4 separate regions of the Mus musculus genome follow, and regions 2, 3 and 4 are each linked to region 1. A link is a contact called in public promoter capture Hi-C data. All regions are on one chromosome and are shown on one strand. Each heading gives the region's core, a stretch centred on a gene start, on an enhancer-like site or on the middle of the called end of the contact. The rest is flanking DNA. Distances are from core to core; before and after follow the strand shown.

Region 1 (2,526 bases), core at 13-2,512:
TAAGAGCGACAAGTGCTCTGACCACTCAGTCCCTGGATACTTTGGGGGGAGGAGGGCAGTGTTTGCTGGCGATGCTGGCAGAGCCTAGCCAAGGGCTCCACCACGGCGCTACACCTGCTCTCACTCTCTCGAATGAGACTTCAGTCTTTCTGTGGGGCTCTGGTTACCACTCAACACTCTGACCTCAGTCTTCCAAATAGCTAGAAATACAGTTATATGCCACTATGGCCAGCTTCACTTATTAACCCCATCACCCCTTTTTATTTTTATTTTTAATTTTTTTTTTTGAGATAGGATTTCTTTGTTACTCAAAGCTAACTTCAAACCGCCCATCTTTCTGCCTGAGCCTCCCTGGTGCAGGGATTACAGGCTGGTGTCTGCCTGGCTTCATTTCTTTACAACGTTCTCTTTTGGAGCCTTGGCTGTCATTTGCCAGCGCTCCTAATCAGATAGGAATGAGAGGGCAGAGAAAGCACAAGGCAAGCAACTTACGTTGGCTCCCAGTATGATCCGAAGGTAAAACTTGAGAGTTTCTTTGTTCTCTTCAAATATCTGTTTCTTCCCTCTGGTACCCACTTTTCCTTTGGGCTGCGGAGGGTTGGTGAGATGCTGTCAGAGCTGTTTTGCCTCAGTCCTCCTCACTCCCTGTACCAGCCTGGTTACCTGCAGCTTTATCTACCCCGCAGCCAAGTCCTTAGCGTGCTTTGTCAACCCTAGCAATCCCTGAGATACCGACCACTCCTCTAGTCCATCTTCCTAATATAGTTAGGACACCGACTTTACTGTACCCCCAGTTATGATCGCCTAATGCTCACCCCAAAACAATTCAAATTACGTTAGTATCTTCTTTGGCTTTCCTCGTAAGGTTCAGCTTTGGGTTGAGATCCTCTCCGGGAAAACTCCAGCGGAACTTAATGGCGTCCCTCTGGGGTAGTGGTTTAGATCTGGAACTGGCAACTACCCTCGCCCGCGCCCGCCCTAGCCTCCAACACTAGTCCTGGTGTAGTCCTGCACGGCCACTCTCCCCGCATCCCGTTCGGTCTAGCACAGTCCATTGGGTGGCGCCCCTCTCTGGCCCAGTGCCTTATGCCTTCGAGCCCTTCTGTTTTTACTTTCCCAACATCGGGAAAGCTTTGCCGGTGCAGACCACGCCTTGTCCCTTACCGCCATGGTGCGCAGCAGACACCCAGCCACTGAAACAAGGGCGAGTAACTGGAACTGCAGTCAGTAGACACCACATCGGCAGCACATGCACTTCCGGTAAAGAGCGCAATCGTTCGCTCCTGGGCGGAAGTGGATTTCATTTCCTTCCGAAGCCCCGCCCCCTGAGTCGGTGGGACTACACTTCCCAGAAAACCTTGCGTGGGGGCGGAGACGGCAGAACTGCGATGGCGGACTCGCTGCCTCTGGAGGTGAGAGGAAGCGAGCGGTCCTTCAGGCCTTGGTCGGGGACAGGCCCCGCCTTCGGGGTCCCGAGCTTTGGGGAAAGGCTATCTGACAGCTCGCCCGGCACCTCCCGCCAGGCGGAAACGAGCCGCCCGGCGGATCCCACGACCTGAAAACTCTGGGTAACGGTCCTCTTTGGGGCCACTTCGACCCCTTCGGTTGGGATACCATTCCCTCTTTACCCATTGGCCCCAGAAGATGGCTGCTCTGTCACCTCAATGAGGACGGACTCACTGCCCATCCCTTTCCCTTGAGATGGCCGTTCCCTCCCCCTCAGTTCTAGAAGATGTCCGCTCCACCGTCCCTGAAGGGTAATCAATTTTATCCCCATTGGCCCCTTGGAATGGTCGTTCCATTTCCTCCACCCCTCCCCCACCGTCCTCGCAGTTGGAAATAGACTGCTCCCGCCCCCTAGTTCTGGGGACCATACCCAATGTCCTTAATGTAAGACAAGCCTGCTCCTCATTCTAGACCCCTAGTGATGGCTGCCCCTGTATTATTCAACCCCATGGGGTGTTTGTTCCTTTAGCCAGGGGCAAGGAGATACAGATGCAGGCTTTGTGTCTTGCACCTTTTTTGAAATGGCTTCTCTATCCATTTTGCCCTGAGGGTTGGCAACCCCCTCTCGTTGCCCTAGGAAGTCAGGCCTTTTCCCTTGAGTCGTGACATCCTATTCCCTTTTGGCCCCAGAAGGTATCTATTCATCCCTGTAAACCCCATGGGTTACCAGTAGTAGTAATCTTTTGGGGTGCTCTCATGGGATGACCACTCCACCCCTATCTCTACTCCTCTAGTGCTAGAAAGGCATTTCTCAGGATAATGAATTATGTATGATCCTTTCCATTAAGACATGTTGTCCTTTAGCATGGCTCCCAGGGTTGATCATTCAGAAGATAGGTCAGCCACTCTCTTAGTCCAGTCTTCCCTCTTAGCCCCCTAGGGATGGGGGCTTAGTCATCCCAGTCCCATCCATACTCTTCCTCATGTCTCTCCTCTCTGGTCCTAGTCATTTTCCTCTGAATAGTAATCTCCTTTATCCCCCACCCCTTCCCTGAGCAAACCTTTGGTGAAAGTAGAGGC
Region 2 (2,526 bases), core at 11-2,510, 1.7 Mb before region 1:
GTTCTCAGTAATTCGACCCAGACCGGATTTCAACACATGGTTTCCATACAAGAAGGACTGCTCTGCTCCCGGCTTTACCCACACTTTATACTGAAAGAGAGTTAAAAGCCAAGACACAAGGATGTTGGGCTATATCCCTAAATGCGGATTAGCAGCTGCTTCCGAGTTTAAGGAGAGGTGGGGAACCTTTAAGTTGTTTGGACCCCCCCCCCACTTTTTTGTTTTTGTTTGTTTGTGGGTTTTTTGTTTTTTTTTGAGACAGTGTTTCTCTGTGTAGCCCTGGCTGTCCTCGAACTCAGAAGTCCGCCTGTCTCTGCCTCCCAAGTGCTGGGATACCCCAATTTTTGATCTTTCACCATGGAGTTCCTTCCTCAACCTAACATCGAAATTCAACCTTACATCGAAATGCTCACATAATCAGCAATTTCCTTTTTTTTTCCCCTTGGACCCTAGGATCACCCTCACCACTGGCACTTGTGTCTTCGTCTCTGCTTTCTGAGATCCAGCTGACACGGTGGAGGCCTGTTTTCCTGTAGACAACTAGGCTATGCAGCTCCATGGCCATAACCCTTCCTAAACGTGTCCAAGCAGCAATATCGACAAACAACTTCTTAGGCTGACGCTGTCCAGAAACTCGTTGGAAAGAATCTGTGCTCTGACCTGGCCGCCGTCACCCGGGACTTCATCCCGGATGGCAACCTGGAGACCAGGCCCCCACAACGTACCTTGGCATAGGGGGCCAGGTAATCCAGAGCTGTCACGTGCAAGCGGAACTTGTGGGTCTTGGTAAACTTCCCAAAACACGTCCCCAGCGACACGAGCTTGTCTCCGGAGATGTTGGCGGCCAGCTTCAGCATCATCTCACTACAGGGGCGCGGGAGGAAGGTACCCGGTGACGACCAGGGATGGATGCACGCCTCCAGCCCGCCACGCAGTGGGCAGCACGCCCCACCTCACCTCACATAGTACACTCGGTCGTTGTGCAGCCGGAAACAGTACGTGCCGTCGGGTCTGTCCACTAGGAGTTGAAGGTTCTCTCCGATGCTGAGGGCAACAAGACCAGCGTCTGAGCCGGGACCGTCCCGCCCCGGAGCCGCATCCCCACTCCCCGCACGCCCGTCCCTCATCCGCCTCTCCAGTTCTTACTACTTCGCGATCTTCTCAAACATGACCCGGGTCTCTTCTTCAGTCAAGGGCCTCATCTTGCCGCTTGCTTGGCTCCCGGGAATCCTCGTGCCTGGAGAGCCGGAAGCGGAAGTCACTTTCCCACCCGCCCACTTCCTGGGGTCCACGAACGCGTGTCTCTCTAGCCTAATTCTCCGTGATCTTTGCGCAGCCGCCGCCTACCGTGGCGGACTTCCGGGGACCGAAAGCCGGCTAGATGAGAAACCATAGAGACGGGAAATGTTTCCCCCAATCGTTTCCGTTTCCCAGGAGCGAAACCGGCTCTGAAGAGGAAGTGACGGTACCGTGCTTGAGAGATGGCGGCCGCTCTCCCTCTCCAGCCCTCCACGACCGCTTCGGCCACGACGACAGCCACGGCCGTCGCGCTGGGGGAGGTGGAAGATGAGGGCCTCCTGGCGTCGCTATTCCGGGACCGCTTCCCCGAAGCTCAGTGGCGTGAGAAGCCCGACGTGGGCCGCTACCTCCGGGAGCTGAGCGGCTCCGGGCTGGACCGGCTGCGGCGCGAACCCGAGCGCTTGGCGGAAGAGCGGGCCCAGCGGCTGCAGCAGACGCGCGACCTGGCTTTCGCCAACTACAAGACGTTCATTCGCGGGGCCGAGTGCACCGAGCGCATCCACCGGCTCTTCGGCGACGTGGAGGCGTCCCTCGGGCGCCTGCTCGACCGTCTGCCCCGCTTCCAGCAGAGCTGCAGGTGCGGCTGGCCTGATGGGGACGGGCGCGTCATTGTATCTGCCAGGACGCTATCGTCATGACCCAAGCGTAGTGTACAGGGCTCTCTCCTGATTGCCTTGTTAATCCACTTAAACTTCACAGCAGCCATCTAGGTAGGTAGCGTCATTATTTTACAGACGAGGAAGTCGAAGTGAAGTGACTTGTCCAAGAACACAGCTAGTAAGTTTCCAAGAATTGGAAGCTAGGAGTCCACTACTCCCTCATAGGCTGTTGTTTAAATAATAAACATTCAGCCAGTCTTATTGACACTTGTGATCCCAGTATTCGAGTCACAGAGTCATCATCCTAGTCTGAGTATTGAATTCATGGACAGCCTGAGCTACATGAGACATTCAAACAAACTAAAAAATGTATGCATCCGGGCGGTGGTGGCGCACGCCTTTAATCCCAGCACTTGGGAGGCAGAGGCAGGCGGGTTTCTGAGTTCAAGGCCAGCCTGGTCTACAGAGTGAGTTCCAGGACAGCCAGAGCTATGCAGAGAAACCTTGTCTCGAAAAACCAAAAATAAATAAATAAATAAAATTATGCAAGGCAGTTCATTGAGCCTGACATAGTTAACCCTATATAAATGTGGGCTGGAGGTGCTCAGCTTCAAAATGTCCATCGATA
Region 3 (2,526 bases), core at 17-2,516, 1.4 Mb before region 1:
AGACTGCTGTGAGGACTAAATGATCTACAAGTAAATGGACTATAGGGACTGGCGCTTAGTAGGCAATCATCTACTACTAATTGCTTTTCACGTCCCACTAAGTACTCTGTAATGTTTGCAGCTGTAGTTTGGGGGTCGACATTTAAGACCGAGAGTGTTCACCTTGTAATCACACACGTTGCCTTTACCTTGATAATTCTACACGCACCCAGACATGCTGTGCTTATAATTAGGATCCTATTTTCTTACACCCTTCTACGTTTCCAGATGCCATCAGAAGTTCTATTCTGAATAATCTGCCTTAGTCTGACAAGGAGATCAGGCAGAACTGAGTTCTAGGTCCATGGACATCCCTCTAATATAACCACCTGATTTGAGGTGTGAGTTCCAGGACAAACCTTAACTATACAGTGATACCCTGTCTAAAGAAAGAAAGGGGCAGGAGGTGTGAATGGTCATGCTTGCCTTTAATCCCAGCACTGGGGAGGCAGAGGCAGTTCAAACCACCACAAATTGGGACTCAACAGTGAGAATGCAAGGTCTCACTATTCCCAAGGTCTCTTCAAATACTAAACTGGGAAGTTAACTCAACAAGTGATTAAAGGTGACTGTGCACCTCTGATACCAAAACAGAAACCCTTAAAAATCTTCCTCAAATTCAGCCAAAAAACGTCCCTGCTGGGCATCTCTGGTCACTTGGCATTTTGTACAAATCTCAAGCGTGCACACCAGGCTCGGAGCCCTCAAGCGGTTGGGACATCACATTACACCTGTGTGAAGGCGTCTCCAGTCCCTGTGTCAGGGCTGTGCTGGAGCAAACAGTGGACCGAAGCCGCTGCTCAGCGAGGCGCCCAACGGACCTCGGCCGGCATCAGCGGTCAGCGGACTGCAGGCCCTTTCCTGGAGCTTCAGTTTAAGTTTTAAGTGAGACTGCACAGAGCCCAAGCGCTCCCGGGAGTGGGGATGGAGATGCCGGGAGGGCCTGCGGGAAACATGCGGTAGCAGCCAGGGCGAGCCTGGGTGACCCGCGACCCCGCGAGCCTCAGGTCCAGCCCCGCGCCGAGACTCGTCCTCTCACCTCCCGGGCTCAGCAGCAACTTCAGCGCTTCCAGAACCTGCTCCAGACCACATGTCACCAGAACGCCACTCGGCGCAGCCGCCGCCGGTCCGGAGGCCGCCATGATTGGAGTGGAGCGACCTGCGACGTGCTCAAACACCCAAGTGGGCCAGCGCGGCCGCCATTTTGAATGTGGCGGAGGCGTGTCCTCTGCTGGAGGGCGGGGCCCAAGACCTGGGGCGGGGCCTACTCTGTCTGGAACGCCCCTTCTCCGGGAAAAAAAAAAAAAACAAGATACAGTTTCTTGTGTTCTCCCAGAGCGCCCCAGTTCAATTCCCAGCATCCCTATCAGACACCAGCCTGCAAACTCAGGTCCAGCAACTCATGCGCATACACACGCATGCACAAGCATAACTTACAAAATATTTTTTAAAAGAAAATATAGGGGGCTGGTGAGATGGCTCAGTGGGTAAGAGCACCCGACTACTCTTCAAAAGGTCCAGAGTTCAAATCCCAGCAACCACATGGTGGCTCACAACCATCCGTAACGAGATCTGACGCCCTCTTCTGGTGTGTCTGAAAACAGCTACAGTGTACTTACATATAATAAATAAATAAAATCTTTAAAAAAAAAAAAAAAAGAAAGAAAATATAATTGAAAAGGTAAAATAAAAGACCAATGTGGTGACATGTATCTTTAAGTCTAGTACTTAGAACCAAAGGTCAGCCTGGTCTACATACATAGTAAGCTCAAGGCCAACCAGGAACTCTGAGAGACCCTGACTCAAAAACAAAAAGAAAAAAAACACAAGTAGTCTTGCATGGTGGCCCATGCTTCTAAATCTCAGCTATAGAGAATCACGTGTTCAAAACCAGTGAAGGCAGCTTAGTGAGACCGTCTAAAAGCTATGAAGGATTGGAAATGTTATCCAGTAATAACACTCTAGCACACAACCATGAGTTTGGTCCTCAGTACTTCAACCCAGGGGGTGGGGGAGGGAACAGAAATAGTTTCTCGTAAAAATAATACACATTTTAGTATGTAAATTTTCAAGTACTGAAAGAAACACAATAAATAAAGTTCACAGATGTACATAGACCCTGAAAGAGAAGCTCACACCAATGACACCAGCGTTCAGGGAAGCTGACGTGGCAAGACAAGTTCATAACTTTCTCCCCAAAAGTAACAGTAACAAAAAATATTCAACTTTGTATTACTGATTCCTTTTTCTGACATTTAAAAGTAAATACACACTGGGATAGAGAGATGGATCCGTGGTGTTGTTCTTGTAGAGGACCCAGGTTTAATTCCCATCGCCTACAAGGTGGCTCACAGCCATGTATAACTCCAATTCTAGGGGATCCAATGCCCTCTTCTGGCTTCCAAGATGACCAGCCACTCATGTGGGGCACAGACACACGTACAGGCAAAATACTCATAACTGTAAAATAAATAATTCTTTAATCTA
Region 4 (2,526 bases), core at 15-2,514, 1.1 Mb before region 1:
TCTTAACTGGAGCGCCATCTCTCCAGCCCATCCTTATCATTTTCCAGGAGGTGCTGGGAATTGAACCTAGGACCTCACACATACTAGGCAAGTGATCTACCACTGAGCTATAGTCCTAGTTCTTACCTTCAACTCCAAAGAGAGTTCAGATTATGTTCTCATCAAAGTAAAACGGACAGCCTCAGAGCTTATGTCCAGAAAATGCCCCTTTTGCTACAACTAAAAAGTGGGTTGATAAATCTGTCTCTTACTAATTAACCTGAAGCCGGGGCTATGGAGGGTGCGCACTATTATACATTTGTTAATGGGGAAAGAAAGAAAGGAAAATAAAACGAGTGGGGCGGGGGGGGGGGCAAGAAAAGCTGGAGCTTGTCTGACCAGGTTTGGCTGTAATGGTGGTCTCCGACTCAGCGCCCAACCTTCACCGGCCTCTTATTCTAATAGGTCTCTTCTGCCCCCCTACTATCTCTTTATGGCCTTTGGATGGGAAGCAGGGGGCTTTTCTATTTTGTCCCTCTATCCTCCATTCCTCACTGAAGAGTTCTAAGAAGTGCACACTGCAATAAAGTCTCAGTGCTGACACCCCCAGAACACTTCCTCTCACAAGATCGCACTTCCCTAGTCTCCTCTTTAACTCCATCCTTTCAGAAATCCTGCTCTGCCCAGGGCTGGGCACTTTGGGAGGGGTTTTCTCCAGAGGAGGAGACTCAAAGCGATCCAAACTAAGACTCTCTATACCTATACCAATAACTGTTCCATACAGACTCCGGGGGCCTCTCAGGGTGGGATGCTCCGGGCGGTGGGGGAAGGCTCGGCTCACCTGGGGCTTGGCCGTCGGAGGTCTCGGGGCCATTCCTGCCTCAGTGTGTGCTGGCTATGGTCCAGGGCTGAGGAGAGAGGACAGGATCCACTCACCGGGCTACCCCGAGGCCCCACCCCTTCAGCTCTGCAGCCACTTCGGCCGAAACGTGGGGAGGAGCCCCGCCTTCTCCTGCTGCTCTTCCCAAGGCCAAATGAAAGGCCCCACAGCTTCGGGACAGTTCCTCCGGCCACGCCCAGTCCGTCCGCAGGATGGTCGGCGAGGCCCGGAGGACAGCCTCCTACCCACTGCACTCGGAATCTGCCTCCGGGGCTTCGGAATCCGCGACCTCAGGTCCGCCCCTCTAGCGCCCGCTGCAGTTTCTTGTTCCCGGCAGTACTGCTCTGCAACAACAGGGTCGGACAATGGCCACAGCGGCGGGCGCAGAGCCACGAGTGCGACTGCGCACAATGATCCTCGCGCCTGCCCATCCACGGGTGCAGAAACTACGATTCCCAGCTATCCTCGCGTGCCCGCCCTGCAGAGGTCCTGCCTCCTAGTGGGGGGCTGCAGTAAGAGCACAAGAAGGCGGGCAGGTTAGGTTCAAAGTTTTTCTTTGGTATGTGTGTTTTCTGGAGCTGCTGGAAAGGTTCAAAGTTTTTGTCGTGTGTGTGTGTGTGTGTGTGTGTGTGTGTGTGTGTGTGTGTGTGTGTGTGTTGGAGCTTCTAGAAATTCTCACCGCTCCTTCTTTTCTTTTCTCCTTCTCCTCCACCTCCCATCCCGTTCCCTTTCCCTCCCCCCTCCCTCTTTCTCCCTCTGTGTAGCTCAGGATGTCCAGAAACTCACTCTGTAGACTCAATTCTCAATTCTCTTAGCACACAAGTGGCTAAGGATCGGGAGTTCAAGGTTATCCTAAACTGTGGTTCAAGACCAGCCTGGGCTACAAGAGACCTGGTCTTACAAGCCAAAATAAATAAACAATGCATGCACGAATGACTAAAGTGTATAATTCAATAGACTTTAGTACATAAAAAGAGTTGCACAACCATCGTTGTAGTCTCCTCTTTGAACATTTTAATTAGCCACAAAAGAAAAAAAATCATGTACATTAATAACCGTCCCCTCGTCCTAACCCACCTCCTCTCGATCCCGGGCAACCACTGACCTGTGCTGTCTTTGTGACAAATCTGTCTCTTCTGGGTATCTCATAAGATCAGGCAATATGAAGTTTTATGATTGGCTTCTTTCAGTTATTACAGTGGTTCTGAGTTCATTCACATCACAGGAGTCTCTATCCCATTCTTTTTTAATGCTGAATGAAAGATCTGATTGCCCGAGTGTACCACATTCATTCATCAGTTGGTAGCGTCTGCGTTGTTCACACTGTGAGATTTTATGCTTTTATCTTCAAAGCAACATTACAGAGGATATGTGTGTACACACGTTTATGGGGGTGCAGTTTCATTGATCTGGGGTAGATACAGAGAAGTTGAATTATAGAGATTTGGTAGCACCATGTTTAGCATTTGAAGGAACTGTGAATGTTTTCTAAAGAGGCTGTATCACTTCCATCTTTTTTTTTTTTAAACTAACAGCATATAGATTTCAACATTCCTACCCACACCTGTTACTATTTGTCTTTTTATCACAGTGTTCTGTGGATTTTTGCTGGGATGCGGGGGCGGAGAAAGTATAAATAACAACAAACCCCTTGGAAACTCTGCAAA

Evidence for each region. Promoter capture Hi-C pulls out the DNA fragments that hold promoters and counts their contacts.
Region 2: a promoter capture Hi-C map of pre-B cells shows a contact between it and region 1, with 7 times the contacts expected there. The contact joins the promoter of Nip7 here to the promoter of Tmem208 in region 1. A contact is called at or near these places in 4 of 39 promoter capture datasets (hippocampal neurons, liver and pre-B cells) and 1 of 9 other capture datasets (adipose tissue).
Region 3: a promoter capture Hi-C map of pre-B cells shows a contact between it and region 1, with 3 times the contacts expected there. The contact joins the promoter of Tango6 here to the promoter of Tmem208 in region 1. A contact is called at or near these places in 2 of 39 promoter capture datasets (liver and pre-B cells).
Region 4: a contact with region 1 is called in a promoter capture Hi-C map of pre-B cells, with 3 times the contacts expected there. The contact joins the promoter of Zfp90 here to the promoter of Tmem208 in region 1. A contact is called at or near these places in 2 of 39 promoter capture datasets (liver and pre-B cells).

Annotation. Positions count from the first base shown.
Region 1 is chr8:105,325,113-105,327,638 of GRCm38.p6, reverse strand. Tmem208 (transmembrane protein 208) reads right to left here and starts at 1,262. Exons shown (of 6, transcript NM_025486.3): 1 at 1,165-1,262; 2 at 493-588. The coding sequence starts at 1,170. Lrrc29 (leucine rich repeat containing 29) reads left to right here and starts at 1,371. Exons shown (of 7, transcript NM_001368408.1): 1 at 1,371-1,412. The coding sequence starts at 1,389.
Region 2 is chr8:107,055,611-107,058,136 of GRCm38.p6, reverse strand. It overlaps Nip7 (NIP7, nucleolar pre-rRNA processing protein), which reads right to left and starts at 1,260. Exons shown (of 5, transcript NM_025391.2): 1 at 1,147-1,260; 2 at 958-1,044; 3 at 726-864; 4 at 1-90. The coding sequence starts at 1,202. It overlaps Cog8 (component of oligomeric golgi complex 8), which reads left to right and starts at 1,400. Exons shown (of 5, transcript NM_139229.4): 1 at 1,400-1,876. The coding sequence starts at 1,482.
Region 3 is chr8:106,681,808-106,684,333 of GRCm38.p6, reverse strand. It overlaps Tango6 (transport and golgi organization 6), which reads right to left and starts at 1,266. Exons shown (of 18, transcript NM_173037.1): 1 at 1,079-1,266. The coding sequence starts at 1,181.
Region 4 is chr8:106,414,065-106,416,590 of GRCm38.p6, reverse strand. Zfp90 (zinc finger protein 90) reads right to left here and starts at 1,264. Exons shown (of 4, transcript NM_011764.4): 1 at 821-1,264. The coding sequence starts at 853.